Regions from separate parts of the Mus musculus genome. Here regions 2 and 3 are each linked to region 1. The links are chromatin contacts, called in public promoter capture Hi-C maps. All regions are on one chromosome and are shown on one strand. Each heading gives the region's core, a stretch centred on a gene start, on an enhancer-like site or on the middle of the called end of the contact. The rest is flanking DNA. Distances are from core to core; before and after follow the strand shown. Region 1 holds the start of Ap3b1 (adaptor-related protein complex 3, beta 1 subunit). Region 2 holds the start of Homer1 (homer scaffolding protein 1). Region 3 holds the start of Aggf1 (angiogenic factor with G patch and FHA domains 1).

Evidence for each region. Promoter capture Hi-C pulls out the DNA fragments that hold promoters and counts their contacts. Capture Hi-C pulls out chosen DNA fragments and counts their contacts.
Region 2: a promoter capture Hi-C map of adipose tissue shows a contact between it and region 1, with 2.3 times the contacts expected there. The contact joins the promoter of Homer1 here to the promoter of Ap3b1 in region 1. A contact is called at or near these places in 1 of 115 datasets of contacts at active chromatin or transcription factors (pancreatic cancer cells) and 2 of 9 other capture datasets (adipose tissue and liver).
Region 3: a contact with region 1 is called in a promoter capture Hi-C map of pre-B cells, with 2.5 times the contacts expected there. The contact joins the promoter of Aggf1 here to the promoter of Ap3b1 in region 1. A contact is called at or near these places in 4 of 39 promoter capture datasets (3T3-L1-derived adipocytes, the C10 cell line and pre-B cells).

Annotation. Positions count from the first base shown.
Region 1 is chr13:94,357,382-94,360,493 of GRCm38.p6, forward strand. It overlaps Ap3b1 (adaptor-related protein complex 3, beta 1 subunit), which reads left to right and starts at 1,579. Exons shown (of 27, transcript NM_009680.3): 1 at 1,579-1,850. The coding sequence starts at 1,723. Gm9776 (predicted gene 9776) reads right to left here and starts at 1,542. Exons shown (of 1, transcript NR_045619.1): 1 at 1-1,542.
Region 2 is chr13:93,302,247-93,305,358 of GRCm38.p6, forward strand. Homer1 (homer scaffolding protein 1) reads left to right here and starts at 1,511. Exons shown (of 10, transcript NM_147176.4): 1 at 1,511-3,056. The coding sequence starts at 3,052.
Region 3 is chr13:95,373,719-95,376,830 of GRCm38.p6, forward strand. Aggf1 (angiogenic factor with G patch and FHA domains 1) reads right to left here and starts at 1,639. Exons shown (of 14, transcript NM_025630.3): 1 at 1,128-1,639. The coding sequence starts at 1,340.

The DNA.
Region 1 (3,112 bases), core at 329-2,828:
TTTTGGAGTGTCTGAAGACAGCTACAGTGTACTTACATATAATAAATAAATAAATCTTAAAAAAAAGAAAATACCTAATAAAATAATAATAAAAAGAAAATGAACTATTCAAGATAAATTGGATTAACATGTCCATGTGAAAAAAAAACTCACATGAAAGATAATCATATTCATTATCAACATGAATATAAAAATTAATTAGAACACAAAAATCTATATCACATTATGACAAAATTATGAGAATGTGAGGAAATCCCTCTCATACGTAAATGGTAGGAGAGCAATTTAGAATATCTAGTAAAAGCGTTTACATTCCAAAATAAAAACAATTATATACTCAGGTATATTTTGTACTGAGGATGTGTTCACATTGTCATTACTTGACAAAATAAGCAAAGCCTAGTGTCTTCCCGTAGTAAATGAATTTATCCATGCACACCACTTAGTATAGTGTCTGGGGTATAAGCTAAGCATCATATAACACCTTGTTATGTATCATCACCATCGATCAGTCAGTCGTAGGAGAGATTCTACAAATCTATCAATATCATCAACACTGGGAAGAAACATATTTGCGATGCTCGAACACTGTCTGGATAGGTGTATTGAAAAGCTAATTAACCGCCAACGTTTGGTCAGTTTGGAGGCTGATTGCTCCTCTCTCTCCTAGCACTAAGGAGGAGCGTGTTTTCCGAGAGACAACGCAATCTTTCAGTCAAGTCGAGAAATCTTGGTGGGACCTTGGTGTTTGCCTGGTGCTACCCTTGGGTTTTGGTGATTTGCTGCAGGGCTGCAGGTATTCAGTCCTTTCTGGACCGCATGTGTAGGGAAAGAGGAACGAAGGAACGGTAGTCACCAGGGAGGCTGGTGAGGGTCCTCTTGGAAAGCTGCCCGGGACAGAAGGGTTGCAGTTCTGCAGCCAGAAACCATCCCATCTTGCTGCTTAGGTGTTGTTGGAAAGCCACTTGCCCAAGAGTGGAAGCAGGCGGCGCTCGGAGGAGAGCGCACTCCAGCTTCTGGCCCAGGCTTAGCTCGCGGCAGCTGACTGCGGGCAGGACGCAAGCCTCGAACTTCAAGTAAGAACCTCGGGCCCCAGGAAAAACTTAGGCAAAGCTTGCAGGCGGATGATCGCCTCCGCGCAGATCCTGAAAGCCTCCTCCGAAGGAGGAGCTTTCACGTCTAGAACGTCAGGCCACTCTGGCTGTGAGAGGGGCGGAAGCCAGCCTCGAGGGCTGAGAGCTTGTGGCCGCTGAAGCCAAGTTCTTCCGACCTGTGCACCGCGTTTCAGGAGCCATCGGGGAGCGATCAGTGGACAGCAGAAGAGAAGCAACGAACCCTGGAGGATCTGAGATCTCCTCCACCAAAACGCATCCAAGGGCCTCATATCCAGTTCTTTACGTGCCCACGACTCTCCGGCTGACCCGGTGCAAAACCCCAGCTTCCTGTTAAGGGTCCCGAGTGTAGCTTCCCGGCAGCCCCTAACACCCGGAGCGCGACAATCTAGCGCACCGGGAGCGGCAGGCGCGGGCCCGCACGGACACAGTGCGCACGCGCAGGGGGTGGGCCGCCCGGTCAGCCGGAGCAGTGACGAGCCCGGAAGCGCCGGCGCGCGCCCCCTCCGCCCCAGAACTAGTTTGGTTCGGTGTCCTCCGAACGCCAGCCATCCGTAGAGGACCCCGCACGCTCTCTCCCGCACCCGCCTGCTGGCCAGCACCGCCCGCGATGTCTAGCAACAGTTTCGCCTACAACGAGCAGTCGGGAGGAGGGGAGGCGGCGGAGCTCGGGCAGGAGGCCACCTCGACCATCTCTCCCTCGGGCGCCTTCGGCCTCTTCAGCAGCGATTGGAAGAAGTGAGGACCGGGGTTCGGGGTGCGGGAGCGCTGCCGGGACGCGAGGCGGCCGCCCGGGCTGCTCTCGGTTCCTGGGGAACCTCCCTGCCGCCCCCGCTGCGGTGGGTCGGTGGGTGGGTGGGTGGGGGTGGCCCCGCCGGGTGCGGGGCTTGTTGGGGACGTCTGGGGACGCCCAAGGCGGCGCCTGTGGTCTTCAAACTTTGGTGTGTGTGGGGGGGAAAAAGCAAACCAGTTGGTGAGCCGAGGTTCCACTTCCCAAACCGTTGACTGAGTTGATCTGGGCTGCGCACAGGAGTTTGAATTTTGAACTTCTAGTGAATTTGAGGTCTACAGGATCAGACCTCGAGAAAGTCATTTATTTAAAGGTGACGAGGGTATTTGGGGAAGGGAGTGGGGAGTGGGCCTGCTGCTTATTGGGACCCTATAATGTAGGGACTAAGCGGTGGTTTGGGGGTTTTGTATAAATGACAAACTTATTTTTTCTACCACCTTTGGCGTTTTTCATGTGATGATCTTTGCACCAGGGTACTTCCCCGCCCCCACTGAAGCACTGAGATAATATTTAAATAGAGTGTTGTTGTGAACCAAACCCAGTTCTAGTTCTTTACAAATAGTATGAATTTTAAAAATAAGCACCAACCGTGTATACTGATTTTTGTAAAAAGTTACTTATGGTTCGCGTCAAATACCGCCAAGAATTGAAAACATCCTTAGCGGGTTCTGTTTTAGTTTGGGTTTTACATTTTGGCGTGTTGATGGGCTGTGGATAAATGTACAGAATTATGACAACTTAGATTATTTGTCGTTCCCCTCCCTTTTCTTTCTGACAGGGTCTCACTGTGTAACCTTGGCTGGCCTGGAACTCACTAGGTAGAGCAGGCTAGCCTGAAACTCAGAGAAATCCTCCTGCCTCTGCTACTCCAGTGCACACACCACCATGCCATTACACATTCTTTTTAAATTTTTGTTCTCTTATTGTTACGCAGTATAGTAAAACATAATAGACTATCACTAGATTCTACCCACTTAAGGTAAGGAAACTTGGTTGATAGTTTTATGGATATTAAGAGGTGTAACTAAAATAATAATTGGTGGGGAAGGTGGTTAGAGACAATCTTGTTCTGTAGCTCAGGTTGGCCTCAAACTGGAACTTGCCATTCTCCTGCCTCTGCCTCCCAGGTGCTAGTAGCTGAAATTGAGATTAAGATTTGACTCTATTGATTAACATCTTGTATAAAGCATATTAATTATCTTTGTGTTCA
Region 2 (3,112 bases), core at 261-2,760, 1.1 Mb before region 1:
CCAAACTCAAGCAAGAAAATGTCAATGGAAAAAAAAAGCAAAATTGTTGTTCCTTAATTAAAAAAATCATGTGTTAACATTAAAAACATGTATTAAAAACCACATATAGCAGGCAAGCAAGGGACATTCTTGTAACTGCATTGCTTAGGAGGGATTAGGGAAGAGAGCCCAGGTGTTCAAGATCTTAATCAAACAAGGCAAAACAAAACCCACCACTCCTGGCATGATCTATAGAATTTTAGCTGACTTTCTTTTGAACTGCATTGGCATTGATGTACTATTCTTCTAAGGACAATTTAATGATTTTGTAATAATATCATGTCCTGGATTTCTCGGGTCACTTCAGGTTTTGAATGAAGTGAGTTTCATGTTTCATGTCAAATGAGTTTAGTTTGTAAAATGTGGTCACTGACTCTTTGGAGTAACTGAAGTACTAATGGCCTTTAGCAGGGTGCAGCACTTCTATTTCTGAACCACAATTGTCAAGTTAAATGGAATAAAAGCAAAACTCATTCTGTGAGTCTAACCAATAAAAGGCCCTTAACAACACAGGGCCATTTTAAAACTTCATGACTTTAAAAACACAATTTCACATATGCAGCTATAAATTTATAGACGGCTAGTCATCCTTGCCACATTAAAAAAAATGAAAATATACTCGAGAGCTATTGTGCTTACAAGATTCAAAATAATCAGGAACCCAAACGTATGTTTGTGTTAATAAAGTAGGACTTTGTTTCCAGACTGTAATTCATATCCTTGGTAAGTCAGACCTAAGGTGATTCGTTGGCACTTGCGATGCTGTAGAAGGGTAATTATCTGAGGGAACTAAGTTTACTTTAATGAATTTGACTCATTATGCCTTGCAGAACCATGGCTATGCAGCGAACTGCAACATTTAGAACATTTGGAAATCTCATTCTGCTTTAATTACTATCCTTTGTAACAAGAGGTTTGCTCCTAACTCTACTCTTTTTTTTTTTTTTTTTTTTTTTTTTTAAGTTAAAACGCACGCCTTTAGGAGGGGAGAAAGCTTAAAAGTTGACTATGTTCAGAATGGTATTTAGGATTCCTAAAATTAACGGTGGTTTTCCCCGAGTCTACCAGCAGTGATCACTCTCCCTCCCACGATTCCCTGCAGGTTGGGATGTGAACAGCCCGGGGATGCTGCTGCAAACCCAGTGGGAGAGGGAGACAGGACTTTACCGGCGACACTTCGGCACTGTTGCTATGAGTGATTCATTCGCATATGGCACATTTGTGCCAAGGAAACCTCCTCCCGCCGCTTCCTTCTCCGAGCTCTCCTCAGACTGTCTCCGGCGCCTTGGCCTTTAAGGAGAAGCGAGAGAACCGGGAGCAGGTGGGCCCGGAGCAGCTCGCTCAGCCCGCCTCCCCCAGCTCTTTCCCTAATTTAGCAGTACTTCCGGCCGCGTGACATCATCCCCCGCACAAGCTGACGTGAGCGGAGGGTGACGTATGTGCGGAGAGGAGCGCGCTGACGTTGCTATTTAAAGGTCCTTCTGCGGGGAGGATGGAGACACAGCGCGAGCACCCGGCGTGCGGAGCGGACGAGGCCGTGGCGGCCCAGAGCCAGCGCAGGAGCCGAGCGCACTGCCCGTCCGCCGCCGGCCGCTAGGGGAGGGGAAGGAAAAAGGGACGGACCGACGGACCGGCCAGCTCATCCCCTCCGGTGTTGTTCCTCAGCGCCCCGGTCCGAGCCCGGGCCCCGCCTCCGCCGCGCCCCACCTCCTCCGCCGGCCTGCGGCGGCGGCAGCGCTCCGCCCCTCGAGCCGGGAGGGCCGCGCTCTCCGCCCCGCCCCGCCCCGCCCCGCCCCCTCTCCTGCTCCGCTGCCGTGCTCGTCTCACGCCGGCGGCGCGGACCGGGAAGCGGCGCCCTCGGCTGCGCTCGGTTCGGAGCCCGCTCCGTGGAGTCAGAGGCAGCGACGGGCGCCAGGCCGCCCGGGCCGACGGAGTCAGCCGCTGAGGGGAGTGTAAGGAGGCAGCGGCAGCCCCGGGAATGTGAGGCGGCGCGGAGCGGGAGAGACGAGCCGGGGTGGGGGCACGAGCCGCGGCTGCCGTGCCTCGGACGAGCCGCCAGCCTCTCGCCTCAGCGCGCGGCCGCCGGGAGCTTGGGGGCTGGGTGCAGGGGACCGCGCGGGGTTGGGTTCTCTGATTCATTCATTCTCCGCCGTCGGGAGCCCGAGGCCGCGGGTGCTGCGAGGAGAGGCGGGAAGAGGGGGCGGCCGCGAGCGGGGCTCCATTGTGCTCGGCGGGGGCCGGGAAGCCAAAGGAGGTGGGCTCGGGCCCCTGCGCTGCTCCCCGGCGGCTGCGCCCCCAGCTAGCTGCCAGCCTGGAAATGGCTCCGCTGCTGCTCCTCGGGAAAACGAATCGATCCTTCCCAGCCTTCTCTGCCTGCTCTCCACCTCCTCTCTGCTCCGAGTCTTAGGAGGACGAACATTCAAAGGACAGATTCCAATGTGGTGTGCCGTGCACATCGGGAGCGGCTGGGGTTTGCACTTCGAGATTTCTTCTATATAATTTTTTTTTTTAAACGTAAGGGAGGCAGTAGCATTGCTGCCTGTAGGATTTTTATTCAAGTGCACGTCGCGTTGGGTTGCACGCTCCACCCCCAGGGACCTGGTGTGGTGAAATTTGAACCCACCGCCTTAGCCCAAAAAGGCCGAGTAACCTGGCTGCCTGAGTGTCGTGGAAGACGTGAGCGAAATGACCAGCGAACTCATTTTTTATCAGACTTGCTGAAGCTGGCTTTTGCGTTTTTTCTACACGTACGCTTAATTTTGTGGAATAGTTAAGTGCTATATTCTCCGCGCAACCTTTTCAAATTCCAAATGTTTGAACATTTTGGTGTCAGCGCGAGTGAAATCATTTTACCGACAAGAACTAACTGAATTGTCTGCCTTGTTGAGTTGCCTCCGGAAAAGATCTCGGGGGTGGAAAAGCAACTGCAAAATAACAGACGGAGAAAATTCCTTGGAAGTTATTTCTGTAGCATAAGAGCAGAAACTTCAGAGCAAGTTTTCATTGGGCAAAATGGGGTAAGGATTTTGTGCTTATCACAGCTTTAAATCTGCTTATGCTTGTGTGGAGTTGA
Region 3 (3,112 bases), core at 389-2,888, 1.0 Mb after region 1:
CGTGGTTAAGGAAGACAATCTGTCAAAGGAATAAGATAAAATGACAGAGGACACCTGCTGTCACTCTCTGGCCTCTACATGCATACAGGCATAAATACACCACCCAGACATTATACACACTATATAAAGAACAGGATGACAAAGTCTGATGACGTTTCAGTATCTAGACTAGAGATGTAGTTTTATAAGACACTAAATTATGGAGAAAACATTAGGTTAAAATTAAGTATCTGGAAATAACTTGTTAGGATAATATGCAACTGTTCAATGAACAAGGTAAAACTGTATTGTTTTTTAAGCATCACTGTCAAGCATCTGCCTCACTACAGATTATGAAAATGAAACACATTTCTAGTATCTGTAAGAAAGGCGGATGTACCTTCCTACAAGTGAACCCAAGAGGATAACTGAGGTCACCTTACACATGGAGTATGTTCAAGAGTGTAAAACTAAACTATGTTCCTGCTTTTAAACGTCACTGCTGTACACTATTATCACCCTGACTTTATAAACAGCAGGGAAACACGAGGTAGGAAATGGCATTCTAAGTTCTCAAAAGGGGATGGGTGGGTGTTGGCTCATGCCTGAAATCCCAGCCTAGGAGGGAGTCTGAGTTTGAGTCAAACTTGGGCTGCATTTTAAGACCTAAGCCAGGCTGACCTGCGTAGATTCTCAATTGAATCCCAAATGTGTGTGTTTGGGGGGCGAAGGGGGGGGGCGGTGGAGAAAAATGCAAGCCCACAACCTCAGCACTTGGGAAGTGTTGACATGGATCAAAAGTTGAACTTCAAGGTCATCCTCTGTTACACAGCAAGTTCAAGGCCCCAAATGGAGATTTCGTATCAACCAAAATAAGAATTAAAAACTCAACCAAACAAAACAAATAACAAAAAACTCTTAAACGTGACCCCCCCCCCCAAATAAATGCGCCCATTGCCAGTAGGACAGACGATCAAGACCATGTAGCCCATGCTGAAGTTCATTCTCGCCTGCCCTGAGACAACTGCCCAAACCAATTGGCTGGCACTGGCCAACTGGCTCCACAGGTCTTTGGGATTTTGACCAGCTCTGGGCTGTCATGACTTCCCAGGGTCCGTGGAGCAGGTCTGGCCCCGGCAGCCGCGTACCTGCGTGCGGAGCTCCTGGTTGTCGCTCTCGGCGTTGCGGTAGAGTCGCTCCGTGTGCTGCAGCAGCTTCTCCACCTCCCGCACCTGCCTCCGGCAGCTCCGCAGCTCGCGCTCCAACTTCTCCACCTTCCGCCTGAGCTGCGCCAGCTCCGGCTCCGGAGAGGCGGGCGGCGGCGGAGAAGGCGAAGGCGGCGAGGGCGCCTCGGAGGCCATGCGGCCGTGAGCGCCGAGCCCGCGGGGCGCGGACCGGGCTGCTTAGGACGACACCGGGGCCCACTGGCCCAGGGGCCACTGGAGCGCGCGGGCTGCGAGGGGCGGCCTCACGCTCGGACGACCGCAGCGGGCCCCGGCCATGTCGCCCCCGAAGACGGCGGCCGGGACTGCGAGCTTGGGGACGAAGCCGACTCTACCCGGGCCGCGCGGACACCCGCCCGGTGACAGTCTCCGGGAAGCCAGCGGACGGGAGAACTAAAGCGAACCCAGCGGAAGCCTCTAGTTCCGGGCTGAGCCGGAAACGCTAAGCCGGAGGAGGGCGGAGCCAAGACGGAAAAAGGAAGCGACGGAAAGCTAGAAGGGTCTGATCGCGCTGGTACACGGGGCTAGGAGCTGGGTACAAATTGGTGTTTATGTGCCCAAACAACGGCCTGTGTTTTTACTTCCGATTGTTTCCCTTGTATTGTAGTGTAGGAGTTTGAGTCCGATTGGTGAAATGTTTCCCCATTCAAAATCGAGGGTTCTTCCAATGTACAAGTATTCTTAGAAGTGCACTTTGTAAGTTCGCCTTATAATGGGAACTTTAACATTGAATTCTCTTCCCAGACTAAAGGGATTCACACGACATAGCTTTGTTAAGAGCATGTCCTTTACATAGCTTTGCAAGACCATCACTATCATCTGTCCCGTTCCTGTTACTGGAGGACTACTTATGAGCTCTCCTTTAGTCTGTTACCATAAAACAACCATATAATCGCGATGGTTCTGTAGGATGCCTTTTTTTTAAAAAAAAAAAAAATATGAATAAAAAAACCTTACTTTTATACATAGTCAGTATGTGACCCAGCAAAGCCACTCCTGACTCCCAGTCAACATATCACAGAGAGACTTGGCATATTAATTATAATAGCTAAGTTACAAAACCCGACAAGGTGACTAACAACAGTGTTGTGAATTAAGGAAGATATGGCATATATACGCAATGTATTTTTAAACGATAAATTAAAATAAAATTAAGTTATTTGTAGCAAAATGGTTTATATTTACAAATAGATATATCTGGAGATACGGAATTAAGCCAGTTCCAGAAAAGCAAATACCATGTGTTTTCTCTTACACATGGTTCCTAGGTTTTGTATAGATTTATAAAATCATTTATCTATATTATCTGATCTGCTAATAGCATAAATAGATAAGGATAAAGATAATTATTTTTATGACATGAGAGTAACAGCAACTGTGTAGGGGAAGAGAAGAGATTAGTAAGGGGGAGAAATGAGGCCAAGGTAAAGGAAAGAATATACTTAATGTAAAAAAAGTATGAAAATGCCCTTATGCGACACAGTACTGTGTACAGTGAATATATACGATGGGGCTTTTTAAAAGACTGAAGAGAAGTATTTATTTTCATTTTGTGAATTTTTCCAGTGTTCGGCTACAAAGGTTAAATAAAATCTTTACTCAAAAGTACAGAGTCACATGTGGTGATACAAGCCTGTGATTCAAGTACTCAGAAGACAGAGGCAGGTGAACTGACAGCCTGTGGCAGAGCAAGTCCCTGGCCTGCCAGAGCTGCAGAGCAAGAAAAGCTGAGGCAGGAGGATCCTGGGTTCTTGTCTGGCCTAGGCAACATAGCAATATGCTGTCCTGAAGAATAGCAACAATCTTAGTAAGAAACAAAGAGTTAGGCTTGGGTTTAGCTCAGTAGTAAAGCTTGTGTTAACATAAGTGAGACCCTAGGTTTGATACCCAGTACCAAAACACACATAAAC